4 separate regions of the Sus scrofa genome follow, and regions 2, 3 and 4 are each linked to region 1. A link is a contact called in public HiChIP or PLAC-seq data. All regions are on one chromosome and are shown on one strand. Each heading gives the region's core, a stretch centred on a gene start, on an enhancer-like site or on the middle of the called end of the contact. The rest is flanking DNA. Distances are from core to core; before and after follow the strand shown. Region 1 holds the start of C12H17orf49 (chromatin complexes subunit BAP18). Region 2 holds the start of MED11 (mediator complex subunit 11). Region 3 holds the start of SLC25A11 (mitochondrial 2-oxoglutarate/malate carrier protein). Region 4 holds the start of PLD2 (phospholipase D2).

Evidence for each region. HiChIP or PLAC-seq counts read pairs in DNA pulled down with a chosen protein or histone mark.
Region 2: an H3K27ac HiChIP or PLAC-seq map of alveolar macrophages shows a contact between it and region 1. The contact joins the promoter of MED11 here to the promoter of C12H17orf49 in region 1. A contact is called at or near these places in 3 of 5 promoter capture datasets (fetal liver, fetal skeletal muscle and liver), 2 of 47 Hi-C or Micro-C datasets (embryonic fibroblasts and liver) and 2 of 2 datasets of contacts at active chromatin or transcription factors (alveolar macrophages and skeletal muscle).
Region 3: a contact with region 1 is called in an H3K27ac HiChIP or PLAC-seq map of alveolar macrophages. The contact joins the promoter of SLC25A11 here to the promoter of C12H17orf49 in region 1. A contact is called at or near these places in 2 of 5 promoter capture datasets (fetal liver and liver), 2 of 47 Hi-C or Micro-C datasets (heart right ventricle and skeletal muscle) and 2 of 2 datasets of contacts at active chromatin or transcription factors (alveolar macrophages and skeletal muscle).
Region 4: an H3K27ac HiChIP or PLAC-seq map of alveolar macrophages shows a contact between it and region 1. The contact joins the promoter of PLD2 here to the promoter of C12H17orf49 in region 1. A contact is called at or near these places in 1 of 47 Hi-C or Micro-C datasets (liver) and 1 of 2 datasets of contacts at active chromatin or transcription factors (alveolar macrophages).

What each region holds. Positions count from the first base shown.
Region 1 is chr12:52,417,721-52,421,164 of Sscrofa11.1, forward strand. C12H17orf49 (chromatin complexes subunit BAP18) reads left to right here and starts at 1,269. Exons shown (of 6, transcript XM_003131935.6): 1 at 1,269-1,503; 2 at 1,708-1,802; 3 at 2,411-2,512; 4 at 3,177-3,367. The coding sequence starts at 1,483. RNASEK (ribonuclease kappa) reads left to right here. Exons shown (of 3, transcript XM_003358238.4): 2 at 303-379; 3 at 764-1,156. The coding sequence ends at 905. LOC102161115 (a long non-coding RNA gene) reads right to left here. Exons shown (of 3, transcript XR_001300001.2): 3 at 2,455-3,348.
Region 2 is chr12:52,150,516-52,153,891 of Sscrofa11.1, forward strand. MED11 (mediator complex subunit 11) reads right to left here and starts at 1,688. Exons shown (of 3, transcript NM_001244823.1): 1 at 1,545-1,688; 2 at 1,229-1,359; 3 at 23-545. The coding sequence starts at 1,629. The coding sequence ends at 408.
Region 3 is chr12:51,969,151-51,972,219 of Sscrofa11.1, forward strand. It overlaps SLC25A11 (mitochondrial 2-oxoglutarate/malate carrier protein), which reads left to right and starts at 1,644. Exons shown (of 8, transcript XM_021067766.1): 1 at 1,644-1,905; 2 at 2,508-2,660; 3 at 2,747-2,953. The coding sequence starts at 1,811. RNF167 (E3 ubiquitin-protein ligase RNF167) reads right to left here and starts at 1,661. Exons shown (of 10, transcript XM_003131906.4): 1 at 1,348-1,661; 2 at 707-1,210; 3 at 544-624. The coding sequence starts at 790.
Region 4 is chr12:52,086,147-52,089,357 of Sscrofa11.1, forward strand. It overlaps PLD2 (phospholipase D2), which reads right to left and starts at 1,658. Exons shown (of 25, transcript XM_021067789.1): 1 at 1,496-1,658; 2 at 862-971; 3 at 642-772; 4 at 409-551. The coding sequence starts at 970.

The DNA of each region.
Region 1 (3,444 bases), core at 19-2,518:
GAGAAGTGCCGATTCCCCTTGACCTCCTCCGCGCTGTCCCATGATAATGACGCCTCCAGAGAGAAGGATAATCTGGGTCCCTCACTCTTCCTGCCCTTGCCCCAGCAAAGTCTTCTTTATGTCACACTCACACCCTATTCCGGGTGACTGGAGCCCAAATCCGGCAACAACCATCCCTAATCCCAGGTCGTTTTGGTAATTCCCAAACCCAGATGTTGTGGCAACATTCAAAGTGGGAGGAGTTTAGGCGGTGACCCGTCAGGTACCTGAGGTTCAACAAGCTACCCTTTTCCTTTTTTCAGATAATGCTCGGAATCTTTTTCAATGTCCACTCTGCTGTGCTCATTGAAGACGTTCCTTTCACGGAGAAAGATTTTGAGTAAGTGGAGAGGCGGCAGCGGAAATGGTCAGAATTATGGGTGGGGAAACTGCAGAAAGTGGGATGCTTGGGGCCAGGAGGCCAGGGAACTGGGTGCGGAGAGTTGCTCTCTTTGGCACACAGGAGCAGTTTTGGGTCAGACCTCAGCGACCATACTAAACCCACCACTTTGGGGCGGCTTCTTTAGTTAGGCATTTTATTTTTCTGGGCCTCCGTCCACCTCTGCAAAGTGGATACTATACTAGAACTCACCCCATAGGGTTATGAAGATTGAAAAAGATAACACACGTAAAATCTTTTAGAACGGTACCTGGCACATAGTGCTCAGTAAATGTTGGCTGCTCTTAATGTTTCTGACATTTCTCTACCTAATCCCACCCCTAGGAATGGCCCCCAGGACATATACAAGCTCTACGAGCAAGTCAGCTACAACTGTTTCATCGCCGCGGGCCTTTACCTTCTCCTCGGAGGCTTCTCTTTCTGCCAAGTTCGGCTCAATAAGCGCAAGGAATATATGGTGCGCTAGAGCACCACTGCGTTTCCCCGCTCCAGCCCCCTCTTCTATTTAAAGACCACCCGGTCAACCCCGCCCCCGCCCCGCCCCGCCCATTCTGGAGCCCTCTGCGGACTGGGTTTCCCTGGCTAGAGATGGAATCCCTTGTTCACCAACCTCGGGAGACTGCCCCCAGTGGAGGGAGGCTAGGGCTGGCCGTCCCCTATCCCTCTGGCCCTCTTGCCATGTCCGGTTCCACAATAAAAGAGAAACTGCTCTCTGAAGCCTCCTGTGTATGCTTGGGCTGGGGGGCGGGCACCGGGGCGGGAGATCTGCCTCCAAATAGGGAGTCCGACCCCTCGACGGAAGTGGAATGCAGCAGAGCCGGAAGTGAGGCGGTGTCTTCCACTTTCCTTCCCTGCGCGCGCGGAGGCGACCTAAGTAACCGTGGCTAGTGAGGCGAAGAGCGGCCGAGCTGGAGCCAATCAGCTGCGGGAAGGGGCGGGACTTCCTGCGCGGAGGCCGGAGCCGTTCGGTCTCCCCGCTCTCCGTGGTCCCGGCTCTGGGCTAGCGGCGGCGGCTGCGTCTCCGTGAGGAGGCGCGCGGGGCCATGACGTCAGCGTCCACAAAGGTTCGACCTCCCTCGCGGACAGCGCTCCCTGGCGGCCACGGGAGGGCGGGCTCTCAGTTGGCTCCCGGCTCTTCCGTCCGGGGCGGGGGCGGGGGGCGGGGGTGGGGTGGCGGGCGGGAGTCCAGCCTGGGGTGGGGTTAGGGGCTCCGGGCGGGACGGCGCGGGGGTGTGCGCCGGCCCCCCGTAATGCTGCCCCGCCCCCAGGTCGGAGAGATCTTCTCCGCGGCGGGCGCCGCCTTCACGAAGCTCGGGGAGCTGACCATGCAGCTGCATCCCGTGGCCGACTCATCCCCGGCGGGGTACGTGAGCCCAGGCTGGGACGTGGACGCTGAGAGCGGACGCTGGGACTCGGTCACAGACACGGACACTCTCTAGGGCCGGGACAGATGTTAGTTTCCCTTTGTGCCTGGCACAGCGCAGAATAGGTGTTAATAAATGATTGTTGCATGAATGAATGAATGAATGAAACACAGACTGAGGCTCACGATCCGGACTCATTTCACAGCTCTACCCTGCTGCGAACTAGCAGACTGTAGATCACCACCACTCCCCACCTACCCCAATCATGTGGCATTCTGTCAAACTGCTGCAGACTGTGTTTAGGGGTTCTGTTTGTAAGATTCCTACTTTTGAATGCTGTTTACAGCAGCAGTGTCACGTTGGGGGGGGAGGGTTTCTTCTAAGGTGGCGCTTGTTGCAATATTGTGTGCTTGGGGGGTCCTCAGGGTTCCCACGGGACCTTTTTTTTTTTTTTTTTTTTAAAGGAGGATGTCTTTGTGGACCCGTGGGAGGGGCCCCAGGCATTGAGGGGAGGAGGCTGGTTGCTGTGGAATGCATGGCCGGTGGGCTGGCTCCACACCCCTCCTCCTCCTCCCACTTTGGCAATTCCCCTCTCCCCTTCTGACAGTGCCAAGTGGACGGAGACGGAGATAGAGATGCTGAGGGCTGCTGTGAAGCGATTTGGGGACGATCTTAATCACATCAGCTGTGTCATCAAGGAACGGACAGTGTGAGGGAGGGTTGGCTGGCAGAGAGAGGGTGGGTGGGCAGCTTTCTTCCTCCATGCCCGTTGCTCCGTCTTCCTCAGAACGCCCAGCTCAACATCTTTCCTACTCGGTTGCTAGTTTTGTTAGCATTCCCTCGAGGACTGAAAGAGTAAAAGAATTGTTACAATTGATCAGAAGTTAACTAAAATGCTCTGGCAGTCAGGCCCTTACAAGAATTGGATTTTAGGTTGCCTGAGCAATCGAATCTGGTGATAGGAGTTCCCTGGTTATTTGTACAGATCTTTCGAGACGCTCCTGCGGTGTTTCCAGCGGTATTAGGATTCTGAACTAGCAGATCAGGATAAGTCTCAGGCTACCTGTCGATCACCCAGGCTCACCTGGTAGCTTCCACACATCCAGTCATCCCTCCCAGAAGAGAATTAGGAGCTGGGCCTGTCCCACGACTCAGCCGAGGGACTCCGCTCTTCACGCTCCATTGGCCCTAAGTGGCTGCACAGCTTCAGAAAGATCAGAGCCTGCCCAAAGCGCTGGGACCCTGGCCTGCATTCTTAGGACGGGGCGCCCCCGTGTCCCTTCAGAGTGGCCCACTGCCCCTGCCCTCCCCTCCCTTCTTCCCTCAGCCTGTCTGACGACCCCCCTTCCCAACTTGCTCTCTCTCCTCTTCAGGGCTCAGATAAAGGCCACGGTGAAGCGCAAGGTATACGAAGACTCCGGCATCCCCCTTCCGGCTGATTCGCCCAAGAAAGGGCCCAAGAAGGTGGCATCTGGCGTCTTGTCGCCTCCTCCGGCTGCCCCTCCACCAAGCAGCTCCAGTGCCCCCGAGGCCGGGGGTCCCCCCCTAAAGAAACAGAAGGCTGGTGAGGGCTGTGGAGCTGCTGCCTAGGGATTAAAGGGCCCACAGGAGGTTCAGTGAGAGAACTGGGCTTGGGTCAAA
Region 2 (3,376 bases), core at 438-2,937, 270 kb before region 1:
CAGTGAGAGTCCGAGCTCCTTGTTTTTAATGTTATTGTTTTTATTATCAAAACTCCTAGTTCTCCTTTTGTCTCTTCCAATGAAGAAGAATGTGTCTTCATTGGCCCAAGTCTGTGGGGAGCCTGGGGCAGGGACATGAGGAAGTGGGTTCAGTGTCTGATTCTCCATCTCCTGTCTGAGCTTGTCAGCGCCTGGTGAAGTGCCCGGCAGGGGCACCCTGCTGGAGTAGCGAAGGCACAGCCGTGGGTGGGCTTGGTCTTTAAGTTTCTCCATTCCCACCTTTTGCTCCCCTTGTCCTCCTAGCCTCTGACCAGCTGGGCATATTCAGGGCAGCCCTGCTTCCATCCTCCAGGTTCTGTGTCGGGTTGCAAGTGGAGCTCTCCCTCCAAGCTTTTCACCTGCCCAGCCTAGTTTTCCAGCATCTGCTCACAGGTTCGGGCCACCTCATTGAGCTTGAGACGAGCATAGTCCACTCGCTTCAGGGCCATCTGACAGTCCTTCCTTGAAGAGTAACTGGAGCCCTCATGGGGCTGCCCTGTGGCCACCTACAGGACATTCAGATTGATCAATGAAGCACCCCTTCTCTTTCCCATCTCCACAATCAGGCATCAGGTGCATCAGGTCTCATTTTTTCCCAGAGTTTGAATTTGCTATGCCATATGGTAACTGGATTACCTGGGGGGCATCACTGAACTTCGCTTAGCCTCATTTGTAAAATGGGGATGACCATAACTACTTCCCCTAGAGTTAGGGGAAGTCAAATAGTTAAGTAGTTAGAGTTATAGGACTCGATAATGCAGAGTGTTTGGCACATTGTAAAAGTTTAGTAAATAGTGGGTGCTGCTATATTGATGTCAGACTCTTTCAATCCTGTTCCTCTGCTCAGGCGGTAGCCATCTGGGACCCCATACCCTTGATCAAGTTTCGAAGGGAAAATCCTGTGGCTTTGACACGGTTTACTCGCCCCCTCCCAGGGCTTTTCCATCCAATGGCTCAAGTGATGCAACTCCGTGACGCAGGCAGGGTCCGCCTTTAATCCTTTCCTTTTAGAGGAAAAGGCAGGCGCTGGAAGGGAGGGGCCCTGCCAAGGTCTTCCGGTCTGCTAGGTAAGGCGGGTCTTGCCTGATTTCCGAAGACAAAGCTAGGCCGGGAACCTCAGAAGGGTAAAGGCTAAAACAGAGAGCTGGGGGGAGGGAGGGCCACGGAGCACGTCCCACCACACACACACCTGCGTGAGATAGCGGATCTGAGCCGACAGCTCCGCCTCCACGTGCTGCACCGACGCCGTAAAGGCCGCTGCCTGTCGGTCTAGTAGCCGCTCATTGGTTTTTTCCTTGGACAGTTCTAAGATCACGGTACCTGTGGGATTGGAGAGAGACCTAGGGCGGGGATAGTACAGCCCCGCCCCAGGGGCAGCCCCACCTACTCCTGCTCGCTCCGCGCGCGCTTAGGATCCCTCCCAACCCGGCTCCCAGTCTCCGGTCGGCGCATGTGCACACAGTTGTTCTCGCTCCCGCTCCCCCTCCGGTCGTCGTATCTCGAACCTGCATTCTGAAGAATGGCTCCAATTTCCCGTTCGATGTCTTCTAGGGCGCGTAACCGCTCGTTCGCCAGGCTGTAGGTAGCCATTGTCACTCTGGGACAGGACTTTCTCCTTTTCCAAAATGCGACGGAAAAGTGTCCGGAAGTGGCTGTCGGTTTGCGCTTGCGCGGAAGGTGCTCGTTCGCTAACACTACAGCTCCCAGGATGCTCAGCGCGGTCTCGGCCTTCTCCGTTCTTCTGGCGAACTACAACTCCCAGGGGCTCCTGCGCGTGGTCAGGTCTGCCCCCGCATCGCTTAACCACCTGTGGTAAGAGGCAGAATCGAGATATTCCCCAGCCTGAGGCCATTCGAAGCTGTCCACTTTCACACTGCCTTGTGGTCTGTGTTTAATTTCTTCTACAAGAATTTACTGAGCGTCTTCTGGGTGGTAGGTGATGAGGGTGGGAGCTCTGGGGTATTCCAGACTGCGCAGCCGTGGACCCTCTGTCTGCCTATCCCACTCCGCCACCTATCGGGACCTGGGGAAAACTGAACTTGGTGAGTGGTCCTTATTCGCCCTAGCGCTTCCCCCACTTCTGGAGCCCAGCTGAAACAGACTGTCAGTATATTCTGAGAAAAGTTGGTCCATTTTCCCTCTCTGCCTATTATGGGGTTGACCCTGGCTACAGAGCTGAATGAGGTGGACGCTTAACGTGACAGTGGGATAGGTGTTTTATTAGAGATACGCCCAAGGGTGTATCTCTAGGAATACAGAGAAAGGATTCTGGAAGGAAATGCTGCTTTTACGGAGTCTTAAGGCTTAACCGGTGCGTGAGAGGTTGAAGTGGATGACGGAAAAGCCCAGGCAAGCGCGAGGTGCTGTGAAGGGGGCTGGAACATTAAGTAGGGCGTTCAGTTTAGGGTGAATGAGTGTGGTGGTGGGGAGGTGTGATGGGGAGACTGGGCTGGGGAGCCACATCGGGAAACAGCTTGCAGGCTAAGGAATCCTGACTTTATTTTGAAGGCATTTGGAGCCTTTGAAGGATTTTCAAGAAGGGTGCTCTGACCAGCTTTACCTTTTAAGAAAGATCAATCTCGAAAGTTTATGGAAAATTGAGAATGAAGCCAGTTTGCACAGGGTGAGCAAACGAATGGGAGACTTTCAGTTAAACTTCACTTCTTTCTTAAATCCTAATAAAATAGCAATAAGGGGATTTTATAAAGGGGTCCAGGAGAAAGAGAGAGGAGTTAATAGCAAAGCTTTAGATAGAAATCGGAAGGCAGAAGGGTACATGGTAACTGACTTGGCAGTGAAGTGGTAACTAAGCCAGCAGTGAAGAAAGCTTAGAACCAGCCTGATGTACCCTTAAATCGGTGGCACACAGCAGTATATCTGGGCTGTAGGTAGTATTAAAATTAGGAGGATAATTTGAAGTAGTTAGACGCCCCCCCCCATCCCCTCCTTTACTTCATATATCTTGGACACTACTCATCAGATTGCTGGAAGTTTCTTTGTTGGAGTTGGAAGACAGAGAGTCTTTGGCATGGAGGGCACCTGGGCCCGAGTGTGTTGAAAACAGAGATTAAGTGAAAGTTTAACTAGTGGTAGTTTCTAGAACTCTGGAAACCAGACTTATACCTTCTATGTAAGAGACTAGAAGACTCTCATCGGGAGAATTTGACTATTCAGAGAAAAGACCCAAGCGTAACGTCAGCGGTTCTCCAGGCAGTTAGCCGGTTTGCCCCATAGTGAAACCTATAGTTGATAAGTCCCAACTGTGTCCATAGATCTAATCACCCTCTTAGCCCCTCACCCTTAAAAATGAGCAGACATAAGACAAAGGATTTGATGA
Region 3 (3,069 bases), core at 394-2,893, 450 kb before region 1:
GCTCAATCCATGGGGTCGTTGAATACAAGCCAGTAAAAGCTTTAAAATTCACTCAGTTGAATTTTGTTTTTTTAACACCCTCTTCACTTTCCAATTACCCATCTTGGAAACAACTATACTGGTATCTATGGCCCAACTGAGTTCTTGCTATGTGGCAGTCTTTGTGAAGTACTACAAAGCTGCTTACCTAATTTAATTCTCACAATAATCCTGTGGTAACTTTTACTGTTATTCCATCTTTACAGTAAAACAAACTAAGGCCCAGAGAGATAATTAACTTGTCCAAGGTCATAAAAACCAATAACTGGCTCTAGAGACCCTACTGATAAGCACCACCCCTGGTGCCTTTTATCTTGGTCCACTTTCAGTCTCCTTCATAAGGCTCAGAGTTCTAGGAGTAGACTTTGTCTCCTCCCTCCGATTCTGGATTCCACCAGGCCAGATGTGCTCTTGCGCTAAGTTCCTAACTTGACTCTTCTACCTCCAGCTTCAATCATCCAAGAGGGAAAATTTTGGGAAACAGGAAAAAGGGAAGAAAATCACCTGAAGTCCCTCCTGGCTCAAGGCAGCCCCAAAGAGAGCTGGGAGGTCTGCAAAGTCCATGCTGGCATTGTGGTCCGAGATCTGCGGCAAGAGTCCATGTCTCTCCTTTAGCCTGCAACCTCTCCCCTTCAGCGCCCTTCCCCCATCTGCCCCTCAGACTCACCGCTCGAATAAGCCCCTGGCTGGGGGCCACTCCCCACAGCACAGTGGCCACAACCACAGGAAGCGGGAAGGCCGCAGGGTGCATGGCAGCGGGAGGGGAGAGGCGGAGGAGGCCGCGTCCCGATAGCAGGAGCAGAAGCGGAGTTCTGCGCCCTCTCTGGCCCTTCCTCAGGGTCCCAGGGGTCCAACCACCCCCAGGTCCCCCTTCTCAGCTACATGGGGACGAGGGGAAGGACCCCCGACTCGGGGAGTGAGATAGCCAACCCCCTTAGTGGAGCCGGGAAGGCGACACTAAAAATACCCTTTTCTGGTATAGGAATAAAACGGGGGAAAGGAACAGAAGCAAGCCCAGGTGACAGAAAAACTTCTGGAAGGGTGGGGGGAGATCACGGAGGTGGGACTTCCGGCCAGGTGGGCCGTATTCCCATTCCCTGTAAGAGGGTTTCCGGCAAAGAAGGTCAGGCCGCTTCCAGCATTGGACGCTCCAGACGAAGGACTTCCGGTCCTAAAAGTCCGGTTAAAAGAAAAGATTAGAGGTGAGAGGAGTGCCTGTACAGACGAAAGGAGCACCGAAGCCCCAGGCAACAGCTTGGTTGTTTCCCCTCTAGTGCCCAGGATCCTGCAACTGGCTGGCTTACAAACCTCTCCGCCTCCCTCTGGCCGCCGCCACTGCCGCCGCCGTATCTTCACGTCTCGCGAGAGTTCTCCCACACACATCCCTCCCACCTGCTGAGAGCTTCCCGTACCTACCGCGAGGGACTGCCTAACTCGGGCTAGTCTAAGCTCACGAGATCTCGCGAGATCTTCAGAAACCCTCTTCTCTGTGTTCCCGCGACTCCAATTCGATAAAAATTGCACCTATGCTCTGGCTTCCTAAATCAGCCACACCCCTTCCCGCACCCATTCTGGAAGCTCCTCCTTCAGCTCCGCCTTACTCCCGGCTGCCCTTGCGCTCGCGCCTGCGCCAACTTCCAGCTAGCGCTGGACCTGAGAGCCGGAGGGGTGTGCGCGCGCGCCCTCGCCCCTGTTGCGCGCGCAGTGTCACCTTGGGCGCGAGCGGGGCCGCGCGCGCACGGGACCGGGAGCCGAGGGCCATTGAGTGGCGATGGCGGCGACGGCGAGTCCCGGGGCCGGTGGGATGGACGCGAAGCCCCGTACCTCCCCTAAGTCGGTCAAGTTCCTGTTTGGGGGCCTGGCCGGGTAAGCTCAGGCCCCAGGGATGGGACAGGAGGAGGAAAGGACGGATGCAAGCAACCAGGCCCGGCTCATCTTTGGATCTGTTAGAGTGAACCGAGCCGGCACGGGGTCAGCGCGGTCCCCGTCGTAGTGCGAGATCCATGATGGGCTACCAGGATCTTTTTACCCATCGCAGGGTCCCTTCTGGGCTGCATGCACGGCTCCTGCCGGGCCGCCTGAGTTTCCCAACCCATTGCTTGGCTCTGAGGGGCTGTTTGGGGTTCCAGGTCATTGCATGGCTCCTGCTGGACAACGTGGGATCCCAGGTCATAAGTGCCCACCTCTCTTCTTTGGGTCCGACTGCATGCAGTCCTGGGATCCCTGCTTGACACCCTTGGAGCTGCATGGAGCACTTTTCTTGCATGGCCCCTACTGGACCCCTGGACTTTTCAGACTTATTGCTCTTGGTACATGTGGAGACTCTTGTACACATGTCCGCCAGCCTCCTAAAACTTGGTCAGTCACATGGCAGACCCTGCCCTTTGTGACCTCTTGTTGCCAGGTTCCAGGGGGCATTGGTAGATCTGGAACACCTGGCACTTGACTCCACCCCTTTCTTTCCCCAGGATGGGAGCAACAGTTTTTGTACAGCCCCTGGACCTGGTGAAGAACCGGATGCAGTTGAGTGGAGAAGGAGCCAAGACACGAGAGTACAAAACCAGCTTCCATGCCCTCACGAGCATCCTGAGGGCGGAAGGCCTGAGGGGCATTTATACAGGGTACTGGGGCCAGATGATGGGGGAGGTAGGGTGTGGGTTGGCAGCTCCAGACCTTGGCTTGATGCACTGACCCTTTCGCTCCCCAGGCTGTCAGCTGGCCTGCTTCGCCAGGCCACCTATACCACCACTCGCCTTGGTATCTATACCGTGCTGTTTGAGCGCCTGACTGGGGCTGACGGTACACCCCCTGGCTTTCTGCTGAAGGCCCTGATTGGCATGACTGCAGGCGCAACTGGTGCCTTTGTGGGAACGCCAGCTGAGGTGGCTCTTATCCGCATGACTGCTGATGGCCGGTGAGTTCCAGGTTTGAGCCTGACCCCAGCTCCGTTCCCTAGAATCTCCAGTGAAAGACCTGATTTCTTATCCTAGAGCTGGAGTACAGCATTCACCCGTTCACGGCCTTCTGGCC
Region 4 (3,211 bases), core at 408-2,907, 330 kb before region 1:
GGCGCGATGAGAGTGGGGAGCTGGGTGCCTGGGTCCCTGAAGCCCTGGAGAGGGGGTTCAGGGGGAGGCCTAGAGGCCGGCAGAAGGAATGCCCCCTACCCTGAGAAGGGAGGCAGAAAAAGGTTCAGGAGGCTGCCAAGGGCATTTCGGGCATCCAGCCCAGCTGGGATGTTGGCCCAGAACCATGGACAGGGTGAGCTGAACAGGGAAGGTTTCCTGGTGACCCGGGTCAAAGGAGGGGACCCAGGGGCCAGAGGTGGGGGAGGAAAGTAGCTGGGGAAAAAAAATGGTTGTGGCCTGGGGATGAGGCAGGCAGAAGGCAGTGACGGGGGCTGGGGGCTGGCAGCCCGGGCTGCCCGAGGTGAGGGGCACCTGCCCTTCCCAGGAGGCAGTCTGGTCCCCCCTCACCGAGCCAGTGGGAGCAGACTCATCAAGACTTTGTGTCTCAGGAGGTCCCGATGCAGCTCTTGAAAATGACGGAACTTCTTCTTGGTTGTCCAGGTAAAGTCGCCGTGAGTCAAGCGGACAGAATAGAGGGTGCAGGTTCCCACCTGGGGGGGGGGTGAGGAACTGAATGCTCATTCCCTGGATGGGTGGCAGCCCCCCACTCCGACCAGCCCTCCCCTGCCCCCTCCAGCCACCTTGGATCCACTGGTGTATCTTTCAGTGCCCACCACCTGGGCTATGACAGGGACCCCAGGGGCAAACACCAGGGGGTGCATTTTCAGGGGCTGGAGGTCGTAGATGGCCAGAAAGGGGTGCATCCGGTCAGCTGGCAGGAAAGAAAGCAGAAGAATGTGGACCCCAGGAGGTCTCAGCGCCCTCCTCCTCCTCTCCTCCGGGGCTGTCGTCGGGGTGTACCTGGGTCCTCTCCCTCCCTCAGAGTGTCCATCTCATCCCGCTCCATCTGTAACTGGCTCGAGTCCAGGTCATCCCCAGACGGGAAGAGGCTCTCGGGGGTCGCCGCCATCCTAGGAATACGGGGAAGCTTCGGGAAGGCGATCTGCTCTGCAGAACCCTGTCTCCCATCCCATCTCACGGTCCTCCGTCTCCCGTCGGTCCCTCATTTCCCCCCACCCGGCTCCCGCTGACACCCATCCTCTCCCTGATAATGGCCCATCGGTCTGCAACGCATCTAATCTCCATCCCTTATCTCGATCCTTCATCCAGAATCCCTGAGCTCCGCCTCCAGTCCCCTAACCAGCGTGCCGAGGAACACCCGGCCAGGCCCCGAAGGAAGGCACAGCAGAAGCCAGGGGAGGGACCCCGGGGGTTGCAAAGGGCCCGGAACCGCCGGGATTCCAGCCAGGCCAAGCCAGCTGGAAGAAGGGGTCCAGGCGGGAATGAGGAAGTTACGCGTCCCCGCCCGGGAGGGAAACCCCGAAATCTGAGCATGGGGCTGAGTCCGGAGGCCCCGAAGCCAGGACCCACTCCCGTTCCCGCCCTGTTTCCCGGGCCCGGGACCTCCGCGGCGCCCCCTCCCAGGTCCCCTCACCCGGGCAGCCGGAGCCGGCGAGGGCGCGGCTTCGCAAGCAGAGGGAGCGGTGCAGAGCCGGAGCGGGAACCCACACCCCAGCGGGCCGGGGCGGGGCGGGCGCTCAGGGCCTGCCCCCGGGGGCGGGCCGGCCTCCGGCCTCACCTCCGCGGGATTCTCGTCCGGCCTGTCCCGCCCCCGCCGCCCTCGGCCCGCCCCGGCGTCCTTGCGCGCTACCGGGGACTGGGGGCCGCCCTCTGCGCCTCGGGATCGCGCAGCAGGCTCCGAGCATCCGCGCGGCTCTGTCCACCCGGCTGTCCCGCGCCGTCGATCTGCACGTGCCGGGCCGCAGCCCTGTGGGCGCTCGGCGCTGCGCACCCTCCTCCGCGCGGGCGCGGGCCCCCGGGGTCCCCTCCGGCCGCCCATCCCGCCTGGGCCTCTGGCCGGACTCACTTTGCAGAAGCGACCGGAGAAATGCCCGGGCCGGCCCAGCTGGCATTTGCAGATGGAAGGAATGATGGAAGCCTTGAGGACTGGTGGCCACTAGTTCATTAACGTACCCAAGTTTTCTTTCATTCATTCCTTATTGCACGCTTGCTCTGCGCCAGACACTGGGCGTACAATAGTGAACAAGACTATCACAGCACCTGCTCTTCTGGAACTTACCGAAGAGCAAACAGGAAAACAGGCTATTTTTCAGGTTACAAAAGACAAAATATTTCATTTTTTAAAAAGTAGATTTATCTCTTCTGGATGGAGGAATGGGTTGATGGATATTTCTTGATAGACATTTGGGTTGTATCTAGTTTTTGTCTATATGACTACAGCTGTTATAAACATTCCTGGGTAAGTCTTTGTGTAGATATGTCTTCATTTCTCTTGGGTAAATAGCTAGGAGAGGAGTTGCTGGGTCATGTAATTGTATTTTAACTTTTTAAGAAATGGCGAAACTCATTTGATTCCTAATTGTACACATTTAAAATATAGAGACAGTGAAGAAAGTGTCAAACGAAGACTATTTTTTTTTTTTTCTAGGGCTGTACCCATGACATGTGGAAGTTCCCAGGCTGGGGGTCTAATCAGAACTGTTGCTGTGGGCCTACACCACAGCTGCAGCAACACAGGATCTGAGCCAGGTCTGTGACCTTTGCTGCAGCTCATGGCAATGCTGGATCCTTAACCCACTGAGAGGGGGCCAGGGATTGAACCTGAGTCCCCATGGATACTAGTTGGGTTTGTTACCACTGAGCCACAACTAGGAACTCCAGGGCTATTTTTAAGTCGCCATTAAAAAGCACTTTTTGGAGTTCCTGTCGTGGCGCAGTGGTTAACGAATCCGACTAGGAACCATGAGGTTGCGGGTTCGGTCCCTGCCCTTGCTCAGTGGGTTAAGGATCTGGCATTGCCGTGAACTGTGGTGTAGGTCGCAGATGCGGCTCGGATCCCGAGTTGCTGTGGCTCTGGCATAGGGCGGTGGCTACAGCTCCGATTCGACCCGTAGCCTGGGAATCATCGTATGCCGCGGGAGCGGCCCAAGAAATAGCAAAAAGACAAAATAAATAAATAAATAAGCACTTTTTTTTGGAGTTCCCATTGTGGCACAGTGGTTAACGAATCTGACTGGGAACCATGAGGTTGCAGGTTCGATCTCTGGCCCTGCTTGTGGGGTAAGAATCCGGCATTGCAGTGAGCTGTGGTGTAGGTCGAAGATGCAGCTCAGATGTGGCATTGCTGTGG